Linked DNA regions of Zea mays: region 1 is linked to region 2. A link is a contact called in public Hi-C data. All regions are on one chromosome and are shown on one strand. The core of a region is the stretch at or near the end of the contact, and the rest is flanking DNA. Distances in the headings are between cores, read along the strand shown. Region 1 holds the start of LOC100273935 (rhicadhesin receptor). Region 2 holds the start of LOC103650047.

The links. Hi-C and Micro-C count contacts between places; a contact is called where the count stands out from the background.
Region 1: a Hi-C map of leaf shows a contact between it and region 2, with 6 times the contacts expected there. The contact joins the promoter of LOC100273935 here to the promoter of LOC103650047 in region 2. A contact is called at or near these places in 8 of 25 Hi-C or Micro-C datasets (bundle sheath, ear, endosperm and 2 more).

The regions. Positions count from the first base shown.
Region 1 is chr3:48,514,051-48,518,210 of Zm-B73-REFERENCE-NAM-5.0, reverse strand. It overlaps LOC100273935 (rhicadhesin receptor), which reads left to right and starts at 1,347. Exons shown (of 2, transcript NM_001148327.2): 1 at 1,347-1,830; 2 at 1,984-2,736. The coding sequence starts at 1,710. The coding sequence ends at 2,519.
Region 2 is chr3:48,264,547-48,269,008 of Zm-B73-REFERENCE-NAM-5.0, reverse strand. It overlaps LOC103650047, which reads left to right and starts at 2,194. Exons shown (of 3, transcript XM_008675716.4): 1 at 2,194-2,903. The coding sequence starts at 2,306.

The DNA.
Region 1 (4,160 bases), core at 98-2,597, 250 kb before region 2:
AACGGGGCAGGAAGCGCACCATGGTCGGATGAACAAAGAAGGAAAATCTGTGGCATGGAATAGATGTATGTTATTAGATTAAAATAACAAAATTTATGTATGGATAGGATCACAAATGGATTCCGAAACATTTTCCCATAACAATATAACACATATGTACATAAGTTATCGTGTTATTATATGGTTTCGTTGCAACGCACGGGCACTTACCTAGTATTCTATATTAAAAACACTTGAGCATGATGTTCTACTCGTTAGACAACTTTATCCATTGTCTCCCACCCTTTTTCCATCAGGGGGTGGGTTCGAACACCACCTCCTGCATCACTTTTTAATATTTTACGCTGATTTAACCAAATAGCTCGACGAGCTAACGGGCCGGCCCGACACGGTCACGCTGGCCTGGGACGAAGCTGCGGCTCGGGGCGTCGTCGGGCCGCCCGTTTGGCCATCTATATGTGGAGGTGTGGTTTGGAACGTGGAGATTGTAAGGGGCCAGGCTGCAGCGACTTAGTTAAAAATAGATATGGGGTTATTTGTAAAAATATGACACGGGACGACCGTTGAAACGAGTGCTTTAATATAGTAAAGATGAGCTACTCTACTAATGCTAATGAATCTATACACATGCAACAAGCAATAAATTATAATTAAATATAGATAAAAATTATGTAAAGTTATATGTTTACAGTATAAATATTATCTTTGTCTAGGCTGTCGAAGATTTCTGGATCCGCTACTTGACTACTACCAGCACCACTGTACAACGTGATCCTAAAACAATCTCCTGAAAATGGTACGAATGCCATGTGCTAAGAGCCAACCGTTTGAGCTGCAACCCATGTGCGATTAATCGCCCATGCATCCTGCTGCACGGGTCGACGCCTGTGGCCCGTGCAATCAGGGCGCTGTCTCTTCTCCGTTTCTAGAAACGTGTTCGATTTGTTCTCAATTCATTTGAATTGAATGGAATTGAGTAGGTTTGAATCTCAAACGAGTTAAAATCTTTCATAAATTTTTCTAATATCATTCAATCCTTCTGAGATAGGAATAAGTGAATAAGTCCTGAACGGAACCGTTGGTTCATCCAAGGCAAAGGAGTAAGCAAATGGCACAATGCCATGACGGTGGGCTATGGGTCGGGAGGACCGAGTGCGACGCGAGGACGAAACGAAGCAAGAAACCCGGCCTGTCGCACAGGCACGGATGACGAAACGGAGGCAGAGAACGAAGCTGGACGCCTGGACTGGAGACGGTGGCCCTGGATCCGCCGCTGTCGTCCCACTGCCACGGACGCCCATCTGCCACGCACAGAATAATTAACCCCGCGACGTGCCGAGGACTGCGTCCAAGCTCGGCTGCCCCAAGTACCCGGCATGCATGTGTAGCAGTTCGCCCACGCTGCATAAACAACTCTATCTCAACGGCGACGACGCTCCCATCTTAACAGCCAGGAAGCTGGCGTCTTGCTTGTCCTTGTTCTTTTCCCACCCGGCTACCCCCGTCGTCGCCGCCGCTTTCCCCGTGGTTTCAGAGCTCCAGTCGGCTAGCTAGGCCGCCTGGCTAATCTCCCTGCCTTCTATAAGTACAGGTTCATTGTGTGCTGTGCTCCCAGCTCCATCACTGACACAAGAGAGCACGCTACTACTCATCACTCGCCAACGTGCAGAGATCAGGGAAGCGGCACTCCATCCACTGACTGACCGCTCATGGCGAAGGTCCACCTCTACGTCGCCGCGGCCTGCGCCGTCGTCCTCGCGCTCGCCACCCCGGCCCTCGCCGGTGACCCCGACATGCTGCAGGACGTCTGCCCGGCTGACTACGCCTCCCGTGAGTCAAAACCCGATCGGTCTTCTCAATAAAGCTAGCTTCCTGGCATCATCTGCTTCTTGTCCTGGTGGTCTTGTTCTTGTGTTTTTATATGTATCGCGACAAACAATCGACTTGCTGCTGACCCCGTACGTGCGTGTCGTGTCCGTGCAGCGGTGAAGCTGAACGGGTTCGCGTGCAAGGCGAACTTTTCGGCGGACGACTTCTTCTTCGACGGGCTGAGGAACCCGGGCAACACCAACAACCCGGCGGGCTCCGTGGTGACGGCGGCCAACGTGGAGAAGTTCCCGGGCGTGAACACGCTGGGCGTCTCCATGGCGCGCATCGACTACGCGCCGGGCGGCCAGAACCCGCCGCACACGCACCCGCGCGCCACCGAGATCATCTTCGTCCTCGAGGGCACGCTCGAGGTCGGCTTCATCACCACCGCCAACGCGCTCTTCACCAAGACCGTCACCAAGGGCGACGTCTTCGTCTTCCCGCGCGGCCTCGTCCACTTCCAGCAGAACAGGGGGCACGGCCCCGCCGCCGTCGTCGCCGCCTTCAACAGCCAGCTCCAGGGCACGCAGGCCATCGCCATGACGCTCTTCGGCGCCGTGCCGCCCGTGCCCTCCGACATCCTCGCCAAGGCCTTCCGCATCAGCAGCGGCGAGGTGGACCACATCAAGGCCAACTTCGCGCCCAAGTAGAGATCCAACGTCTGCATTCCCTTGATTTTCTCAATAATAAATCCCCGCGGTGTGCAGTTCGATTTGTTCGTCTTCGCTTGGTTTGGTTCGAGACATTGCTGACCACGCTTGTTACTGCTAATTTGTGCGGACCGGAGGGAGTTGCTTGTGCTCCGATAAATAAGATAAATAATCAATTCTATCGTCGTCTGGGTTGCTTTGACTTGGTCCTTCTCAACCGTGTCGGATTGTGCTTGCAAAATGTTTGAGAGATTAATAACAGCGATTTGCGCGGACGCCGTTGGCTGTCCTTGTCCCACGATTGTAGGCCATGAAGTCAACGGTTGACAAGATCGAGGTTCTAACCCGAGACTGATATTTATTTTGGGGACATGGGAAGTTCTCTTCTGTCCAACAAATGCTAAGACATAATTTAACCTAAGCAAAGTCAAATTTTGTAAGGCAGATAATTAGTCAAATTATAGACTTCTGTTCAAAATCATTTAAAGATGAAGTAGCCTTCCGAGGGTAATGAACAATACATAGCGAGATGAATTTAAAAAATAAAATACTACTTTGAAGGACTTGTCTTGCAGCTAAGTTACACAATATGTCCTTGATAGGAAAACTAAGCCGAATATCTACACATGATTTATTTAATAATATTGTAGTTATTTCAATGCTCTTGTTTTTAATTGTGTGTAAGGACCTCTTCTGATGTGTGATAGCATCTGAACATAGCATAGGGTACAACTAATATGATTGCAATTTATTTAAGAACTTAACAACTAGCTGTTGCTACCTATATATATAGTAGTATTGTTTGTTAGGATTAGAAGAAATTTAATGAAAGAGTTATTAGCTTCTAGAAGTAAAAAAATGGGAACGAGTAAAAAATGCTTCTAATTTCAGTATGGATTCTAGATAGAGTCCAAACTTTGAAACTTTCACTGACTTGCTCAACGAGCAATCTCCAGAATGTCCCGGAACCCCTGCTGGTGTGTAGATCTTTTTCGATGATCTTTCTCCCGCCCATCGTCGTTGGGAGGATTTTCTTGCCCGTCCTCGTTTCCTGAGTCTGCAACTTATATTTCCATACTGATATCCTCCTCCTTTGTATCCCTATCAACCATCCATGGATGGATGCTCCTCCTATTGCCAATAAAAAAATCTACCACCGATGTTCCTTCTACTACTACTAAAGCTCCAACCATCAATACTCCTCATCAACCTTCACTTATCCATGCTCTCCTCCATACCGGTATGGTCCTTCTCCATATAGATCCTATGGTGTTCCTCCTTCGTCCGCTCCGCCGTTTGGTGGTCCTTTTCCATATGGTGTTCGTCCTCCATTTTATCCTCATGTAGGCATAATAGTGCCCCAAGCAACCACAACGATGCTTCTTTGAACCAGTCCACTTCCTCCTGTGCTCATCAATTCCAACAATGAAGGGACTAGACAAAGAAGCATGATGAAATGTTGGTAAGCACATATATTTTTTCTGAATTCAACAAAATTTTTAGATCAACAATCATTTCTGAGTTCATAAATTTATAGGTCCTCGCCAGTTAGTCAGTACCCACAACTACACCATAGAAGCTCCTTGCCACCATACCCCCAAAAAGCTGAATAATCCGTGGATGCTCCTCTTGCTAATAAAA
Region 2 (4,462 bases), core at 945-3,444:
CCACTTCAAAGGGCGGGTACGCTGAGTAAAAATGAGAACACATCTCGGACACGGGGAGTCCCTCATGGCCTTCGACGGTACCCTCAGCAACGTAAAACCAAAATCCATTCCAGTTGCCCCACTTGTTGCGGGCGCAAGGAACCAACTCGACTACCTGCATCGTGGACTTGCCGGTCTTCGGCGTGAATGTGCAGGACCCAAACTGAGCAACTTCGTCTCCAATCATCCTCTTATGCCAGTGCAAACAATAATACTTCGCAAAAACTTCGACCGATGGCTGTCCGCCGTACGAAGTCGTCGCCCAGACATACTTCGACAGAGCCACCACGGCATTCGGTGTCAGCTGATGTATCTGAACATTGAACCTGCGCAGGACTTCGTCAACAAATCGGTGCGCAGGCAAGCGGAGACCGGCGGCGAAGAACGCCTCGAAAACAACCAACTCGCCCTCCGGCTCGGGGACTTCCTCCATCCCCGGGACACGAGAAACTCCGCCGCCGAAGTAACCCAACCGCTGCATATCTTGCACGCGGACCGACGACATCCGCGACACGCCAAAATCAACAGAATCGCCGGCGCGCAACTCCTCCTCCATCGAACTACTCAGCGTCTCCTCAGACGAGGCGGCGGCCGGCGGCGAGGGATCGACCGGCGGCGTAGCGGCAGCGGAAGAAGAGGAGGTCGGCATCGCTACGTACCGTCGGCGGCGGCGGGCGGTCTGCCTCACCCGAGCCAGATCTCTGGCGAACAAGAGCACGGCGGGCAGACGAGCAGCAAGACGGCGGGCGACTAGGGTTTTCGCGGAGCGCGGAAAGTGAAGTTCAAAAAGCACCGACCCCCGCTCCCTTTTATAGGCGGCGCGCGGCTCTTCGGGAAACCCGCAATCCAACAGGGCGCGGCGCTTCGGGAAACCCGCAATCCAACAGTACGCCGTCAATCAACGGTCACATCAAAAACCCCCGCGGAACCACTTCGAGCGAGGGCAGCGTCTCCGCCATCTAGCGACGTCTTCGGCACCAGATGACTTTGTCGAACTGGTCCCTCGGAGGGCAAATGTTGGGGCGAAGGCAAAGACGCCACCCTTCGCTCGAAGCCTTCGCTGCAGCCGCTGGTCTGGCAGAGACAAAACAGGCAGGGACACCCTTCGCTTGATCGGCACCAGACGAAGACCGGCGACGACGTCATCCCACAGTGCAGCCTCGTCCAGCTCAGAGGCCCACGTGTGATCCGGCCCATCGTAACGGGCCCTGCGTGGCCGCCGCGCGTTACGAGCCTAATTTGTAAAGGCATCCCTGTAATTACAGTCTGTAACCCCGCTTTATGGGAATATTCTGGGGATAACCTAGGTAGCTGAGGGCACATGCGTCCTTAGCACAAGGCGCTGGGCGCTCAGGTACCTATAAATACCCCCGCACAGTGCCCGTGAGGGGCCAGATTAACAGAGCTATTGCCTTCTAGCACGTAACCCTGTTATCATCACTGTTCACCCTTGTTGACCTCCTTGCGACTGAGAGCAAGTGACAACACCAGGTACATAGCAAGGCCTAAAATAGTATTGTAGATAATTATTTAATTTGCAAGGAAATGCAATTTATTTTCACATAGACATAGTAGAGAGTTAGAGAATATATGGAAGGAAATAATTATTAGGATTGCTCCAACATCTTCTCCGTTGTCCGAAAATCACAGTAGATAATCAATTCCAATTAAGTTCATATTAGTACACATTAGCATATAGTCCGTGCTAACACTACGATTCTGCGGAGGTGAGAAGAGAGGAGATGTTAACGATGACGGTGCGAGAGAAGAGGTTGACGACTATAACGACGACGACATAAGTGAGGGGGAGGAGGCTACGGGACACGAGGGAGGGGGAGGCTAGAGCTGCAGGATTGCGGAGGAGGGAGGGGGAGGGAAATGATAATTCAAATAATACCGTTCACTAGATTTGAGTGAGCAAGAGAGAGTTATTTAGCGATCTGAGCGTTGATTTTGATTGTATGTTAAGTTTGGGTATAATATGTTTGTTGATTTTTAATGGAGGTGTAAAAATGATTGGATTGAGCGAGTTTTGTAAAGTTTATAGTGCTATAGTTATAGATTCGCTGGCCTCAAGCCCACTATCCGCTCAAGAAAGTTTATGGGCCTCAACAGTTGCTCTCCTGTCTTCCTCCGGAGTTAAGTTTATGGGCCTCAACAGTTGCTCTCCTGTCTTCCTCCCCAACTCCGTCGATCCGCCTCCTCCTCCCTCTCCAGTCCCGTTGCACTTCCTCGGTCCCCTCCTTCACTCCCCCCACCCCCACCAATGGCGTCTCCTCGCCGCCGCTCCCTCCCACTCCGCTTCCTCATCTTCATCCCTGCCCCCCTCTTCCTAGTCCTCCTCTTCCACCGCTCCTCTCATTCTACCGCCCCGCTTCTCCACACCGCAGGCTCTGGCTCCGGCCCCAGCTCTGATCCCCGCCGCTTCTCCCTCCTCATCAAGCTCCTCGCCTACGACCGGCCGGCCGCGTTTCGCCGCTGCCTCCGCTCTCTCGCCGCAGCTGACTACGATGGGGACCGCGTCGCGCTCCACGTCCTCCTCGACCACCGCCCGCCCAACTCCTCGTTGCCCCCCCTCGCCACGTCGCACGAGATCCTTGACTTCGTCGATGCGTTCCCGTGGCCGCACGGAGAGAAGCGCGTGCACTACCGCGCCTCCAACGCGGGGCTCCAGGCGCAGTGGATAGAGGCATGGTGGCCTGGCTCCGACGACGAGTTCGCCTTCGTCGTCGAGGACGACCTCCAGGTCTCGCCGCTCTACTACAAGTTCCTGAAGCGGCTGGTCCTGAGGTACTACTACGACCGCGAGAACTACAGCCCCTACCTGTTCGGCGCGTCGCTCCAGCGCCCTCGGTTCGTCGCAGGTGAGATGTTACTTAATAACACTGCACTGCATCATGAATGCTTGTTTAGTCTCATCTCTTGGTTGCAAAGAAAGGGTGCGAAATGCAGACTGTTATTCTTACGTAGGACCTGGCGTGGTTAATGGTCTCTTTTTTCTGTAGTTCGTTGAGATGAAGCTGCTATTAAGCATCATAGCTAGTTTTTTTGTTTGCCTCATCACATCACTGTGATATGTGTCCTATTCATTGGGGTTAGTTATAAGATTGACTCTGTTTTTTGCTCTCATGCCAGATTGAGGAGGTTGTGTGTGTATAGTGGATCTCTGTGCTTATAATTTACTAAGGGCATGTTTGGTTCCTTGTCTAACTTGCCACACTTTGCCTAACTTTTCTGCCTAAGGTTAGTTCTTCAATTTGAACGACTAACCTTAGGCAAAGTTTGTCGTAGTTAGCCACGAACCAAACATGCCCTAAGTTAATTATCATTTCTGCATAAGAGCTTCTGTCACTGGAACTTGAAACACAAAACACAAATAAGGCTATCTCCAGCAGCTTACTCATCTCTATACTTATATTCAAATTCCACTCTGTAAACAGTACAGTCTACAATGCAAAACAGTGTTTTTGGTGACCATATGAGTGAACTGCTGGGCACGGTCTAAGTAGGGTAGGTTAAAATATGACGATAACATGCCATGGTGCTCTAGTCTATAATCTCTGGTGTCATCTTGTGTCTCAGTTAAAATGTTGGAGATTCACAGCTTAGAATTTCTCATGAATAGGATTTATGTATTTGATTTCCTTGAAGCTTGCATTCATTTTAGTTCCGAGAACTCTGATCTCGCAATATTGCTCTGACATTAGCCATAGATTTTTATATAGCAAAGTTTGTTTGACTTGTTCTGACTTTTGGTTGCCTGCAGCCCGAATGTCGTCATATATATTACTATAGTTGGTTAGTGAAGGGTGACCGACCGTGGCTCTTGGATACATTTTTTTTAGTTTTACTGGTTATTTTCTTTTTTAGGATAATGGATAATGTGCTCTGTTCGCAAATTTCAATGTACAGGAGGCCCTACTGACATGATCTAAGACAAAAGTTGGTCCTCATGAAAAAATATTGTCTGCCTAGAATCTAGGAACGACCATCTGGTGTCTTCAGTTAGATGTTTGGTTCATTCCTATGTTTAAGCTTGGGTTTTTGAGAAATGGCAACCAAAGTAACCAAGCTGAATAGAAACTGAACCTCATTAATCAATGTTAGTTGGTTCAGCTAATTCAGTTTTTGGTAAATCAATTGACATCGCCTCAGCAGGGCGGCACAAACACAACACTGCAACATCTACTGACCTCATGAACTTTTCAATTTTATTCAAGGAAACCGTAAAGGTAAGGTATCTTCTTAGTGGAAGAAGTGTTAGCTTGTTTAGCATAAGCACTTCCACCAAACCATTACATTTCACTAAGCAAAAGTTATCTTGGCAAGAAGAAGAATCCAATGGGCAATACTGGTGTTGAGTCGCTGAGCGCCTGAGCCCGCATCTGTCTTCATTTCTTCTGTATCCTTCTTAGTGGAAGAA